2 separate regions of the Gasterosteus aculeatus genome follow, and region 2 is linked to region 1. Evidence: chromatin contacts called from public Hi-C data. All regions are on one chromosome and are shown on one strand. Each heading gives the region's core, a stretch centred on a gene start, on an enhancer-like site or on the middle of the called end of the contact. The rest is flanking DNA. Distances are from core to core; before and after follow the strand shown. Region 1 overlaps smarcc1a (SWI/SNF related BAF chromatin remodeling complex subunit C1a). Region 2 holds the start of elp6 (elongator acetyltransferase complex subunit 6).

The links. A called contact is a pair of places that touch in the nucleus more often than the background predicts.
Region 2: a contact with region 1 is called in a Hi-C map of skeletal muscle, with 4 times the contacts expected there. The contact joins the promoter of elp6 here to the enhancer-like site in region 1. A contact is called at or near these places in 2 of 6 Hi-C or Micro-C datasets (liver and skeletal muscle).

The regions. Positions count from the first base shown.
Region 1 is chr20:5,716,232-5,723,258 of fGasAcu3.hap1.1, reverse strand. smarcc1a (SWI/SNF related BAF chromatin remodeling complex subunit C1a) reads right to left here. Exons shown (of 28, transcript XM_078094645.1): 10 at 6,308-6,426; 11 at 5,767-5,897; 12 at 5,423-5,482; 13 at 5,292-5,329; 14 at 4,567-4,688; 15 at 4,152-4,223; 16 at 3,921-4,034; 17 at 3,642-3,795; 18 at 3,400-3,510; 19 at 3,189-3,248; 20 at 2,546-2,804; 21 at 2,200-2,361; 22 at 809-864; 23 at 335-488. Among protein-coding and RNA genes, the nearest start is that of LOC144389514, 8.4 kb to the right of the region's middle. Within about 2 kb of position 1,703, at least 1 of the 9 cell types and tissues checked has open chromatin away from gene starts, as enhancers often do.
Region 2 is chr20:5,776,299-5,782,352 of fGasAcu3.hap1.1, reverse strand. It overlaps elp6 (elongator acetyltransferase complex subunit 6), which reads right to left and starts at 4,381. Exons shown (of 7, transcript XM_040165136.2): 1 at 3,865-4,381; 2 at 3,706-3,784; 3 at 3,504-3,574; 4 at 2,971-3,095; 5 at 2,561-2,777; 6 at 2,319-2,483; 7 at 1,134-1,781. The coding sequence starts at 3,918. The coding sequence ends at 1,656. It overlaps scap (SREBF chaperone), which reads right to left and starts at 987. Exons shown (of 23, transcript XM_078094667.1): 1 at 757-987.

The DNA.
Region 1 (7,027 bases), core at 454-2,953:
GTGAGAATCATTCAGTGGGTCCTTAGAAAAATAATCCACGGTGGGATGGAATCACTTTGATAACTTTTAACAGTTTATGTAATTCCCCAAATCAATTCCCTCGCGTTTACTGTTTTTGTGTCATGTCTTTGGGTGGTGGACTGTTTGCTTGATTTGATGCGGTCACATGGTTTTAATAAATTGATGCTTTGTTCTCTCCTTTGAGGAGATTCGGTTTGATGCCGGGTTTCGGTACACATCGCCGGTCTTGACGAGGAGCTAATCGCTGATGAAATATTAACTCAAAGTGTGTGCAACGCTTCCCAGTTATTCCACCATGAGGGTCACGGGTTACCTGCTGGAGACGTCTTCGGCTCGGCTCCATCCTCGTTCTCCTCCTCGCGCTCCGACGCCTCTGACCCCTCCTTCTTGACCTTATCCGCAGCCTCCGTCTTGTCGCTCTTCTCTGCGGACTCGCTGGGCTTCTCTGCCTCGTCCTTCAGCTCAGCCTGAAGGTCGAGGACAGACGCACAACGTTAAGTGGGCCGTGTCAGCGCCACGGGGGAAAAGACCCGTGTGTCAAGTCAGAGTCTAAGACGAAGACTAAGAGGACGTTAGATTTACTGCTGCGAGCTTGATGAGAGGAATAGAAATTACTTCCGGAAACCCGTTTGAGAAATTAATGTACTGACAATAACAAAAATACTAATTATTGCTGGCTTTATCCATTAATTAGCAGAGGTTTCTGTAACATCATTCACCAGAATGTCTAAAGCCACAGATTTATATAGGACTAAGATACATGAAAAAGTACAAATGTTTGCTATACCTTATCTGCCTGCTGGGAGTCGGTGTCCGTGTCCATCTTCTCTGGCTCTGGGGCTTCTGCAAAGCACAGTGGAGCATTAGCATCGTGTCAGACGGACACTAATCCAGATGCTTCGCATTGTTGCGTGCAGCCGACATCTTCATCACAGCGGTTTATTCCTCCGATGACTTGCTCATACCGGCAAGAACCAACAACACAGGAGAGAAACACATGCACATTCAGACTGAAAGGAACTACGAAGCAAATCCAACACATTAAACGCTCCTGATACAGCTGTAAGAGAATGAGGAGTCACAGATGTATCATCCGGTTGAAATCATTTAAAACAAGTAACTTGACTCTCTGAGGATAACGCCATCCAAAAACTAGAGGAGGGAAGAAATTCAGGACAGGAATTACAGGTCAAAGGCATCTGAAGGGTCACAGGATAGACTGAGCGCACACACACAAGGTTGAGTGTTAAACTGTGTCACGGATGCACTTGAGCGTGTGTTAAGGGTTTGAATATTGATTTTGTGTGTGTGTGTGTGTGTGTGTGTGTGTGTGTGTGTGTGTGTGTGCGCGCGCGAGCTTCAGGCCCGAATGAGGCACTGAACACATTCAAGCTTAATGATTGCAACTGTCAGCAGGACGGTATTAATCCAGGTGGGGGGGAGAGAGAGAGAGAGAGTCGAAGAAGAAAGTGAAATCAAGAAAGCATTGGGCAAAATAAAGAGAAAGATAAGCACACATTGGAGGGAGATGACCCAGTTTTCTCCTCCCCCTCCCCATCTGCCACCGATGTTTTAATCCACACACAAACACAGACACAAACACACACACACACTTCTGTGCTGGTCACCCCCTGCTGGTAAAAGCTGACATGTGCATTGTATTAAAATGTCATCTGCTAAACATGCATGCAAAGACCATCATTTATATTCAAAGATGGAGGACCGGCAAGGATGTTCACACGTACAACACCAGACACACATTTACAAATGCTACCATCTGCTGCCCTCCAGTGGCTACTAGAGGTGGGAAACGCCCAGATTCTAGGATGCCTCGCGATGACGAGGTGAATGATTTCTAACCCGCATGAAGGTAGAAGAGCTGTAGAAGGTAATGTGTTGGCCTTAAAGATTAAGAAACATTCTATTTCGACACTTTTATATGTTCTAATGTTTATGTACTAACGTTGTTTATATCTAAAATACTGTATATTGAGAATTGTTGACAGGTCTATCTCACGTCACAATACACTAAACCAACAAATCACCTGGAAATAAAATTCACTTAAGTTCGCAAGCAACACAATCATGTTTTCTTTACATAATCAACAGTCTAGTTTTACACGTGGTCACTTCTGGAGGGAGACGTCCGGCTTTCACCCTTTCTGAAGTTCTACTCACCAGTCTTTTCTGGTTCTTCGGGGGCGGTGCCAGCGATGCCGCTGCTCTCCAGGCCGAACGCGGGGTCCACCTTGCCTGTGCTCCGGGCCGCCTCCTGCACCTTCTTCACGTGAGCCTCCACCAGCTCAGCCGGCACCTCCTCACGCACACGAGAGAACTCCTCTGCAGACAGAGAGAAGACATTTGTATTAATGATTCAGATCTGAAGTGCAAGGTTTCATGGGTGCATAATCTGGTTTGCCATAGACCTAAGCACTTTGTATACATTTGTTTTGATTAATGCATTGATCACATATTCCAATTTCCCTCTGTCACTTCACTCCTTTAGTTTAGTTTCGGTTCTCACCTAAAGCTGCTCGAGCGGCAGCAGACGCCACTCTGGGGTCAACCACAGAGGCCAGGAAGGCCACTGTGCTCATGACGGGGTTTCCAGACTGGCTGAAGGGGATGGGCTGGTAGGCCAGAGGGCCCAGGGAGGCCTCGGTGCTTTCCATGTACGGGTCCTCAATGGGGAGGCGCAGGAAGTGCAAGATGCACTCGTCCTGGGTGCGTGAACCGATGTGCTCAGACACTTTGTTCCAGTCGTCTTTAAACATCTCCAGAGCCTGGAAGAGTCAAAGGGTGTGAATATACATTCAGCCATGATGTCTTGGAACTGTGCGCGAGATTTATAAAAAGAAGGTATGCAAAAATCATAGAAGCAACCGATTTAAGGGTCGTGAGGCTGAAGATGATGGGAGAGAAGAGTTACGCAATTCAGAAGGGAGATAAATCAAATGTAAAAGGTACCAAGAAAAAGAGTGAAATTGAGAAAGGAAATGATGGAATCAAAAAGCACAAAGAAATGCTGACAAAAGGAAGAAAGGGTTACGAGAGAATAAAAAGGAGCAATGATGTCGACCCGTAGATGATGGAGCTTAAAGATGGACAACAAATGCATAAACTATTTCCATCAGTCACACATGTTTACACCGGGTTTCTTTCCTCACCTCCAGCAGCAGAAGAGTCTCTTGCTCGGTCCAATCCCTTGTGGAGTTGACCGTCTTACCCTGTAGAGAACCAGAACCACATGATCGCCTTAACAATGACATTAGTCAAGATGAACTGGCAGTATTTTAGGTAGAATGCCAAAGAGGTTTTTTCATTTATTTTTGTTGTGGAAAACACATTACGGGTTGTCAAATTGACTCGTGTGCGGACCTTGAGGTTTTTCTTGTTGTAGAGGTCGGAGCGAAGGCCGAAGTTCTGCAGGTCGATGGACTTGTCTTTGACTTTGTCTGCGAAGTTGGGCATTGGCTGTTGGGGGGGGATCTAGAGAGATGAAAAACAGCACATTAGAAAACAATGGAATCCACAAAGCAAACGATATGCTACATTACAGTGAATCTGACTTTCATCCGTGTTCCTCTCTCTCCATGTTGTGTATCTTAATTCGGCCTTACCGGTGGGGGTCTGTGGTTCAGAGGCATGAGGCCAGATGGCGTGTCAGCCAGCACGGTGAAGTGGGGAGTGGGTGGGGGGCCCATGGGTAACGGGCGACTCTCAGAGTCCACCTGGTAGTTCACCAAACCCCACTGCTCCAAGAACGCATGGACCCTGGAGACGGACGGCAAAAAAGGATTGATGTGCTTTCGTCTTTCTAGTAACAGCGGCATGCAGATCATCCGGAAAAGATCAAATAATCAAAAAAGGGATACAACGTAATTCTGAAGAACGCTCACCTCATGATGGCACAGACATCCCCGGTCAGGTTCCTGCGGCACGAGGTGGAGGTGAGGTACTCCTGAGGGTTTAGCCGATACGTGTCGATCATAAAGTTGCGGTATGCCAGGTATCTGTTTGTGAGAAAGAGATGAGCGTCACAAACATATCGCATTGTACTAGAGTCCATGTAAGTGTTTGTGGTTTCATATAACCTGCAACTGTGTTTGTGTGTGTGTGTAGAAGCTCACATCTCTGGAGTTTTGGACTTATTCTTCCCGTTGAAGAACTCGGGCAGCGCTCTTCTCTCAATCTCATGGATGCTATCAGGATGAGGAAGACCGATGAGTCAAAGAACTGGTTTTATGATCAATGAATGAAAAAGGTGAATTGGCGCCGTAGTTTCTAAACAACTAGCTGCTTTTCAAAAGGTGCCGTAATAATGACCTTTGAGGATTTCCATCTCAACTGAACTGTTAACTGTAAATTACAGCTAGTGCTAAGATATGTATATTCCAAATATAACCTTTTCATAAGCTTTGACCCTTAAGGCCAAAACAAATGGGTGTACAAAATCAAAGCACACAACATTTGTGTCAAAAGCCTCAAGTTCACCATCACAGCCTCACATAATAGATCAAAATGTGAGTGTGTATTCTCACTCACCAGTTGTAGTCAAACCAGGCGCCGTAGCTCGGGATGATGATGTGGTGAGTCTGTTCCGTCACGTTGTCCTCGCTGGAGTCCATCAGCCGGTTCACTTCAGCTTTGCCCTGCTCCTCGTCATCCTTTTAAATAGATGTGAGAACATCGTTCATGTTGTAATACGCAGACCAACAACCATCAAAAGGTTAGGGGGAAAAAAGCTCAACACAATACAGTTGGACTTGGGCATAGATAATAGAACAATGATCAAAAGGTCAGCTGTGTGCACATCCCATTTCGTATTCAAGTTGAAAGGTTTTGACTTCTCAGGCAAATGACTCAAATGACAAAGAACACAAAATATTAATCAGACGATCTGATTTCTTTTGGTATCATGGATTGTTTTTCTTCGAGGAGTTTACTGCTGAAAATGTCTTTAGTGCCAATAATGAATTTTATTTTATACATATTGTATTGAGCCATCTCATGATTTGTTTACATTATATAAACAATTTGTTGTTTATACTCCATATAGTCGTGTTTTTCATTGTCAAATTGGCTGAAGACGACACAGTTGGTTCAAATGTTTCCTTATTTCTGGCCAAAGCATTTTTTGGAGTTATAATCCAGTGTGCCGAAAACAATAAAAAATCTAAACCTAAATCTAAAGACACGTTGTTAATGTAGTGAGTAACTGGTCGGTAGGCAAACAGTCATCAGGAAGTTGGCGTCATCGATCATCTCACCTTTCCACCGGACAACACCGAGTCGTCCTCCATGTCATCTACAAGAGGCAAAAACAGATTTCGGTTAAGATCACTGCACATTTCTTTCATGAATTCACAACTTGACAGATAATTCAGATATTCATACGCACCCAAATCGGCCACATTCCCTCCTTTTACCGGAGTGTTCTCACTGTCTTTCTTTGAATTTGCTGGGTACGTAAAAAAGGGGGGGAAGAAGTTTTTTTTAATAAGTTAGACTACTGAGGGTTACCCAGCCGTGGGCATGATGGCATTAACCGGCACTCTGGTTAACAAAAGAGGACACTGTAATCGACATGGGGGGAGTGGGACATCACAGGTGGGACTACAAAAGAGCAGAGGACAATATTTTCGAGGACTTCCCTAAAACTGAATATCATCAAGACTTCCCATGTCAATACACATGATAATAACTCAACAAGGTCCCTTTTGAACGAATAATCTCGTCACATACCATTCTTGGACACACTTCCCTCCTCCATGCTGGCGCCAGCTGAGGAGTCGTCCATGTCCTTGGTCATGTCCTCCTCCGTGTCTTCCTCTTCGCCTCTGTGGCCTCTGCGCTTCCAGTGAGGCCCCTGGTTCCTGACACCAGAGAGAGGGTCATGAGTCAGATAAATGTCACGGGATTTAGTTGGTATGGCAGGCTGATACTCGCCAAAGAACAGACACAGGATCAAGCACATTTACGAGTCTCCTTCAGCTGTGCAGGTCATAAAATCATCAGCACACACGACTTTTAGTCAATGTTAACTTTGATAGCAGCTTTAGTTGCATTCTCTATTTTCAGTTTCCAGTGTGTAGAGTTCTTGCCACGACACCACAAAAAAGAAACGCTGTTAAGGAATATTCACTAAAACCTGCATAGACCAGCTGTTTGTGGAAATAACAGCCATCTGCTACATTTGTCTAAACTTTCTTTTGACTACAACTTGAATTATTTGCAGTCCTTCTGGTTTAAGAAAAATGAGAACATTAACAAGTGGTCTCCTTACCCCTTTTTTCCTCCCTTCTTGCGTGACTCGGCGGGGGTGCTCGGCGGCGAGGGTGAGCGCCTCCTCTTCTTGCTAGCCGAGTTGGCCTTGCGCTCCTTGCGATCGGGTGTACGGGAAGACTGATCAGACAAACCCCGTGCAGCGCAGGGAGCGAGGGATGGAGGATGAGAGAAAGAGCCGCAGAATGAGAGGATGGAACGGTTGCACACACAAGGAGGGGAAGCGGTGGGAGAACAACGGAGGGGAAAGCGGGAGGGGGGGGGGGGGGGGTAGGTGGGGGTTCGGGGGAGATGTCGTGGAGGTGGAGGAGACGACCAGGGTTTCCGTACGCTGTCATCAATGCGCTCTCAAACAAAGCATCTCGGTCATTCAAAGTGTCCCTTTGTGATTTGTGCCTCGAGGTGAAAGATTTCTCTGCCTTAAATGACGCCAACACTTGACCTCTGTATCGGTAGATTGTCTTAGTGGTCAAACAAAAATAGCGCAAACTAGGACTCAAACAGGCTTCTGCTTTAATTGGTTGCAGCATTGAATGTGTAACCTTGAGGGTACGGAGAACAGACCAAGAATAGAACTCTCCTTAATGGATCCTTCACATGGCATTTGATTACAATCAAGTGAAGGTCTTGGTGGGCCTTTTGTGGTTTACCAGCCTTTTTTCTGATTTTTATAATCCTGGGGATGTTTTCAAAAAGAATTGGCCTAAACGGAGACAGAAAC
Region 2 (6,054 bases), core at 3,132-5,631, 56 kb before region 1:
AATAAGGGATGAATTAAGTTAATGGAAAATAGAATGAAGGACAAAATCCGGTTGAGGCTACTCGTTAGCCCGCTAACGTTAATTGTAGCTAGCCGAGAGCGTGTGTGACTTAACGTTAGCTAGCGTTTGTTGATTTACCAAAGTAGCTAAACAAGACTCTTTAACCAGATCATTTAAATTAAGACATTAAGGGTTCATTTCGTTCAGTCCAACAACTATATATGCCCATACAAATATGACATTACTTCCAATTAGTTCGCCTTTTCTGTGCCTGCAAACAAGTTGTGATGGCACCCAGCTTAATGCTAAAATACATAGAATGACAGGACCCAGCTCGCTATGTTAGCCCCAAATAATACCTGTGAATCAATCAATAAATGTGGCGCGAAATGAAGATGAAGAGATTGTATACAATAAGGCAAAACACCTGCTGAACCTGTCACGGTAAAACCACTGGAATAATCTGAGGCGAACAACGCTGCCAAACAACGCTAAAGTTAGCTAGCTTTAACGATGTTAAAGTGATACAATAAGGATTCATTTATTAGATGTCTGAGGATGTACAAGACACAACTGGGAGCCCATCAATAAAACCTCGCGGCTGTTGGCAACAACTCTCACTGCTTAACATCGTGGGGGGATTAACCAGCTCCCATGCTCTAAACAGCCACGGAGCTAACTTTCGTCACATTAGCCTATTTAGCTAATGCTAACGCATTACAGCTTTCGCGCACACACACACACACACACACTTGCCTGGGAGAACTTTAGCGCTCCTCAGATGATAGTCGTTGCCGTGATGCTCCTGGTTAAAGTCACCTGCAACCGTCGTGGTATTCCTTGGCTTTAGCAGGTTAGCTAAAGGCTTTCTTTTTTTTCCGCCTCGGACGCTTGGCATGCGAGGAGCCGCGTTTCAGACCTACCGGTTGTCAAACGGCAGGCAGACCTTCCACTGCGACCTCTCGCCCGGCAGCGCGATGAGCGGGGAAACGGCGCCTCCTGGTGTGCACACCGTGTAATGACAACGTTTTACAGGACACCCACTCAGTGCTGAGAACAATCCTCTCATGTATTCATTGTTCATTCATGCATCATTGTGCAGCCAAATACCAGCACTCCCTTTGACCAATGTGTTTGTTTTGTTTCGTTTATTGGGGGGGTCTATTAAATATCCACTCGACATAGTCACAGATGCATTTAAAAACATACGCACAAAAAAAAAAAAAAAAAAATCAGTTTGCCGTAACCAAATATTAACAATGGCGTGAGTTGAAAGTTATAACTTCAGTAAACCAGCAACAAAAACCAAAACATAATTGTCATTTTGTTTTTGCTTCACTTATTCAAACAGCTCAATTTAAAATAAAATGTAAGAGACGTGGGCAGAGTTTCCGAGGTCTGGAAGCAGGCGATGAGCTGGCAGGATTACATCGTCCTCCAGACTCCAGACAGTCTGGGATCCAGGCTGAGCCCGCGAACAATGGCGGGCATCCAAAAGTAAAGCCTGACTACGGTTGGTGAATTCTCTTCGGATCACAGACTACTTTTGGCAGCTTAACAACCAGCTTGTGTTGTCTGGTGATATCGAAACATGATGGTCGGTTGTCACGTGTAAAAGAGACAAAAGGCCAAACGGGAACGCAGGAAAGGTGAAACTAGAGAACAGCGCTCGATGTCCCGGGAGCAAAGAAGGAGGCTCCTTTGTCGTGGACTTTGTACTGAAAGAGTTTCTTCTGTTTGTACTGTTCATCGCCTTGTCTCCTCCTCCAGCACACTTCTACCTGAAAACAAGAAACACCACTGGTTTACACACATCATTATTCTTGAATATGTTTGATTTGCATTCATCCCTTACAGTATTTACTGCATATAAACAGTACGTAACCTATAACAGACTATGTGAGTCACCATTTTCGGTCAGTTGTTGATACTATATAAGCACTGATTTAAACCAAATATGAATACTTTAAGGCAAAATCCAAAAAACGAATTCCATTATTTAATCTAGGTTATTCACGACACAGGAAATTATAAATTTGGTCATATTTGAATGAGTGGACACCAAAAATTAAAACTGAAACCATGAAATAATGAATTGATCACCAAATGAAGCGAAAATGACAAAAAAATCTAAATGTTTATCGTCTTCCATAAAAACTCTTGGTTGGACAAAAGTCATTAAGCTTTAAAAAAGGAGGAAAAAAAATCAACTGAGGGAATGAGTCTTTCATGGCGGCACCGTCCTCGGCTGTGCGCAGCATCCTTGGACCATGGTCTGAAGTGTGAGAACATGCATGCTCGACCCGAATCCCACTCACCTGGCCGTGTATGTCCCTGCAGAAGCCGGTGGGGAGACCCTGTACCTGAAGAGTGAGGCTGCACTGGTGGGTCAGGCCCCTCAGAAGCCTCTCTGAGCCTTCATCGTCTCCGTCCTCCTCCTCCTCCCTCCGCCCATCAGAGCGCGCCAGCATCACCACGTTGCCCTGCCGCCGAGATCAAAGTTACGTTCAGAAAACAGATAACCACGACTGATGGCGGCACAATGACAGTAAAAGCTGACCTGTAGCTGGGAGCAGACGGTGGCTCTGCAGTAGTGGCTGAAGTCCAGCGCGGCGCCGGTGCTCACCCCCAGACTCAGCAGCACACTGAGGTCGTCCACCAGCAACACCGGGGGCCCCCACTCCTCCCCACCGTCCGCCTCGCGTCCCCCAACGCCAGAACTGGTCGCACCGGACCGGACAAACTCGTAGAGACTCTTCAGGCCGACGGCAGGATCCCTGGAGAGGAGGAGGATGAAGATACCGAGGGAGACGGGAGGTCAAACTGGCACATTTGGTCTGGAAAATTGTTGGGATTGGTGACCAATACACTCAAATAATTACAATATTTACAAATAAACAGTGATAAACAGTGATGCTATAATAAAATATGAGTCTGTACAGGTAAGAAAATGTGGCTGTTTGTGTGTACCTGAGGAAGTCCATGGCACGAGTTCCAGTCTCGGTGTCTTGAGGAATTAATACAGAGAGAGACTCCTTCAGTCCCTCCAAGAAAACCAGTTGACCCTTTTCCTTGGCCTGTGTTAGACTTACACCCTGAGACAAACACAATTCCGACAGGGATCAACACAAATAGAACGCCATCACAGCACCAGGCTTAAGGCTCGATAAACCCAGTGAAACCCGCTGCATTTAACAAATTAAACAGAACACGTGGTCATATATACAGATACAATCGGATTCAATCTCTGCCGTAACCTTACAAGTAAAAGAGAAAAGCGAAGTAGGCTCATCTGCATTGTTAATGTTAGTTGTAAGCCACTCGAGTTAACTACTGGAAATCAAACTGCGAGAGACCAATAATGACGGTGAAATGGGTGTGATTTTAAAGAGGAAGAGACAGATATTATGTTGTTCAGATGAATAAATAAGTGTGAATGTAAACGATGACACTGTACTCATCACTCAGGGTGAGCATCAAATGAAGAAGCACACAGGACTCACCAGTCTCTGACCGATGGCGCTGTAATGGTTGAAGGATTGAACCAGACCCAGAAAACACACTTTGCAGCGTGCTAGGATACAAAATAAAAAAAGAAGAGATACAGGGAGACAAGGATACAGGGAGAATGAGACATCAGCTGTAGCAGACACGAGTCTCTCTCGTTACTGTAATACTTAAGTTAACATTGACCGGTGAACTCACCTCGTAGGTACAGAGACAGAAAGTGGTGAATGAGGAAGGAGGCATCACTCTGTCTGTCCGAGAGCAAGATAAATTCCCCCTGTAGAATAACGTCACCGTTATAGACTTTGTGTAGCTGCTTTGTACGCATGTGAAACAGCGTGTACATTTAGTCCTCACCTGTGTGAAGCTGTCGGGAGTTGTGTTCAAGATACTGTTGAGCTCTGTAAACATGGCTAACTTTAACCTCAGGAGCTAGCCTGACTGTAAATACTACGTTAACTAAACAGATTGTCAAGAGAGCTAAAAATAGCGTTAGGAAAAAGGACTTGTCAGCGGCGATTAATGTCAAAATGTGCGCTGTAAGACATAATACACAAGTCAAAAAGCGACGTTCATGTATCTGCTTTGCCGGTTAATTTCACTGCTTTCCTCTGAATTAGCTGCTGTGCTAACTGCAAGTAGCATGCTAGTGAGCAAAGACAAGGAGAAGCCAGACAGGAGGTCTCACTATGCACGTGCTGGAGCCAGTAGCGTCTTGTTGTAAAATAAATAATAACGTAACAACATTATTTTGTGCAAGTTTTGTTGATTAAGGGAAGCATAACAAAAAAGGGAGAAGAATTCAAAGTTTGTTTTTCAGAAACAAAACAGCCAGAGCGATGTGACAGAATGGTTTCCATGGTGACAGCTGTGTGCAGCTGTCTTAATAGAAGATCTTTGCCTGCACATGGTAACTTCTTCGATGTGTTTCCGTCTTTATTAAATACAGACAACGCCTCCTACCGGTAGTACCCATTACAGGGTGACAACGGAATGAACATCTTTTGATTTTAATTGAACCATTTATTTGGCTTTATATGAAGTCAGCAATGAAGGAAATATTTTCATTTCTATTGTGCCACATTTGGTCTTGAATAAACCTTTAATGCCTACCTCAAAAATCAATGTAGTTTTTGTACTAATTAACATTCTTACCTAAAATCTGCGTGCCAGCATCCACAACATCCTCTTTTGTGCACTTCCTCTAAAACCTCGAGGAATTCTTCTGAGATATTTTGTACCAGGAAACCAAATGTCAACCTCTTGCACACCATCACTTTCCTTTGGCTTTCATATTGATTCATTATCACGTTATTAAGTAGTAAGTCTTTCCCTGTGTTAGAGAACATGTTAAAAACAATAGACGGAAAAAAAAATTCCGTCTGACTTCGCAAAACCCTCCTTTATAACCAATAAATCCTATACAGTATCTTCCTATAAAAGAGGGAATATGGAATCATTGTACTTATAACACAGGAAAAAAGCAGCATTTAGAAATTGAACAAAGGAATAGTTACTAGTCTATATTTTTGAACCATCGGCCTGTGGATTTTTGTTTCTTGTTATTTTCTTCCACTGCACAAGCATCACTGATCGGGGTGCACATCACGGTACGTTTGTGTTGTGTTTCAAGCGTTTAATACAGAGCATTTTTATATTCAGCTCTATTAGAGATAATTTGAAAGTAAACAGGGACATTAGAGCAGCTATAATAGACATAATAACAATGTCTCAAATAACAGCGTGACATCTGCGTACTGCCACAATCAATGTATTTATTGAGTTGTATCGGTAGTTTCACTTACTAAAGCTCTCTGTACCGCTATATTTCAGTATCTAAAGCTGATGATCATTGATGATTGATTCCAACCAAAGTGTAGTACGGCTCGGCATTCAAGCAGAAAATCTTCATAAAATGTAAAGCCAGAACAGCTGTAAACAAACCTGTTTAAAAAAAAATAGAAGATAACATTAACAACTGGTTTTGTTTTGAATCAGCAGATGGCACTGTGTCACTTTTACTGAAAATGTCATACACCAAAAGCACAAATGCAATCAATTTACATTTTATTCTTTAAATACGTTCCATATTTTCCTTACTAAGCTTCCACAAACAAACTTTTAGAAATATCATCCCTGAGCTGCTGCACTGCAGTTCAGCTCAAAATCTGTTTGAGTAATTACACCTGCCTGGATCCTTCCCATCACTGTTGTTTCTGCGTTGCAGTCATATTGCCGAACCTTATTTGTTGGATCCAAAGATACTTCAATATGTAGTATATAGGACTCCACATTTTTTAAAATTAAATAACCCTCTTTTGACACGTCTTTAAAATGTCATTGTAGTGATGCTTTGATAGTTATGTATTTTGCCGCTTCAAGTAACCGATATAAACAGCAGTTAAAGCAATTAAAGCCGAGAGGGAACTTTTACCCATTTTACCCACAAAACAATTATTATCCAGAGCTGTGTTTGTGTCACGTGATGGGAAACAAGTACAACATCCAGTAAATGTCTGGCTCGGTTTTAGTCTTTACTTAGTGGTG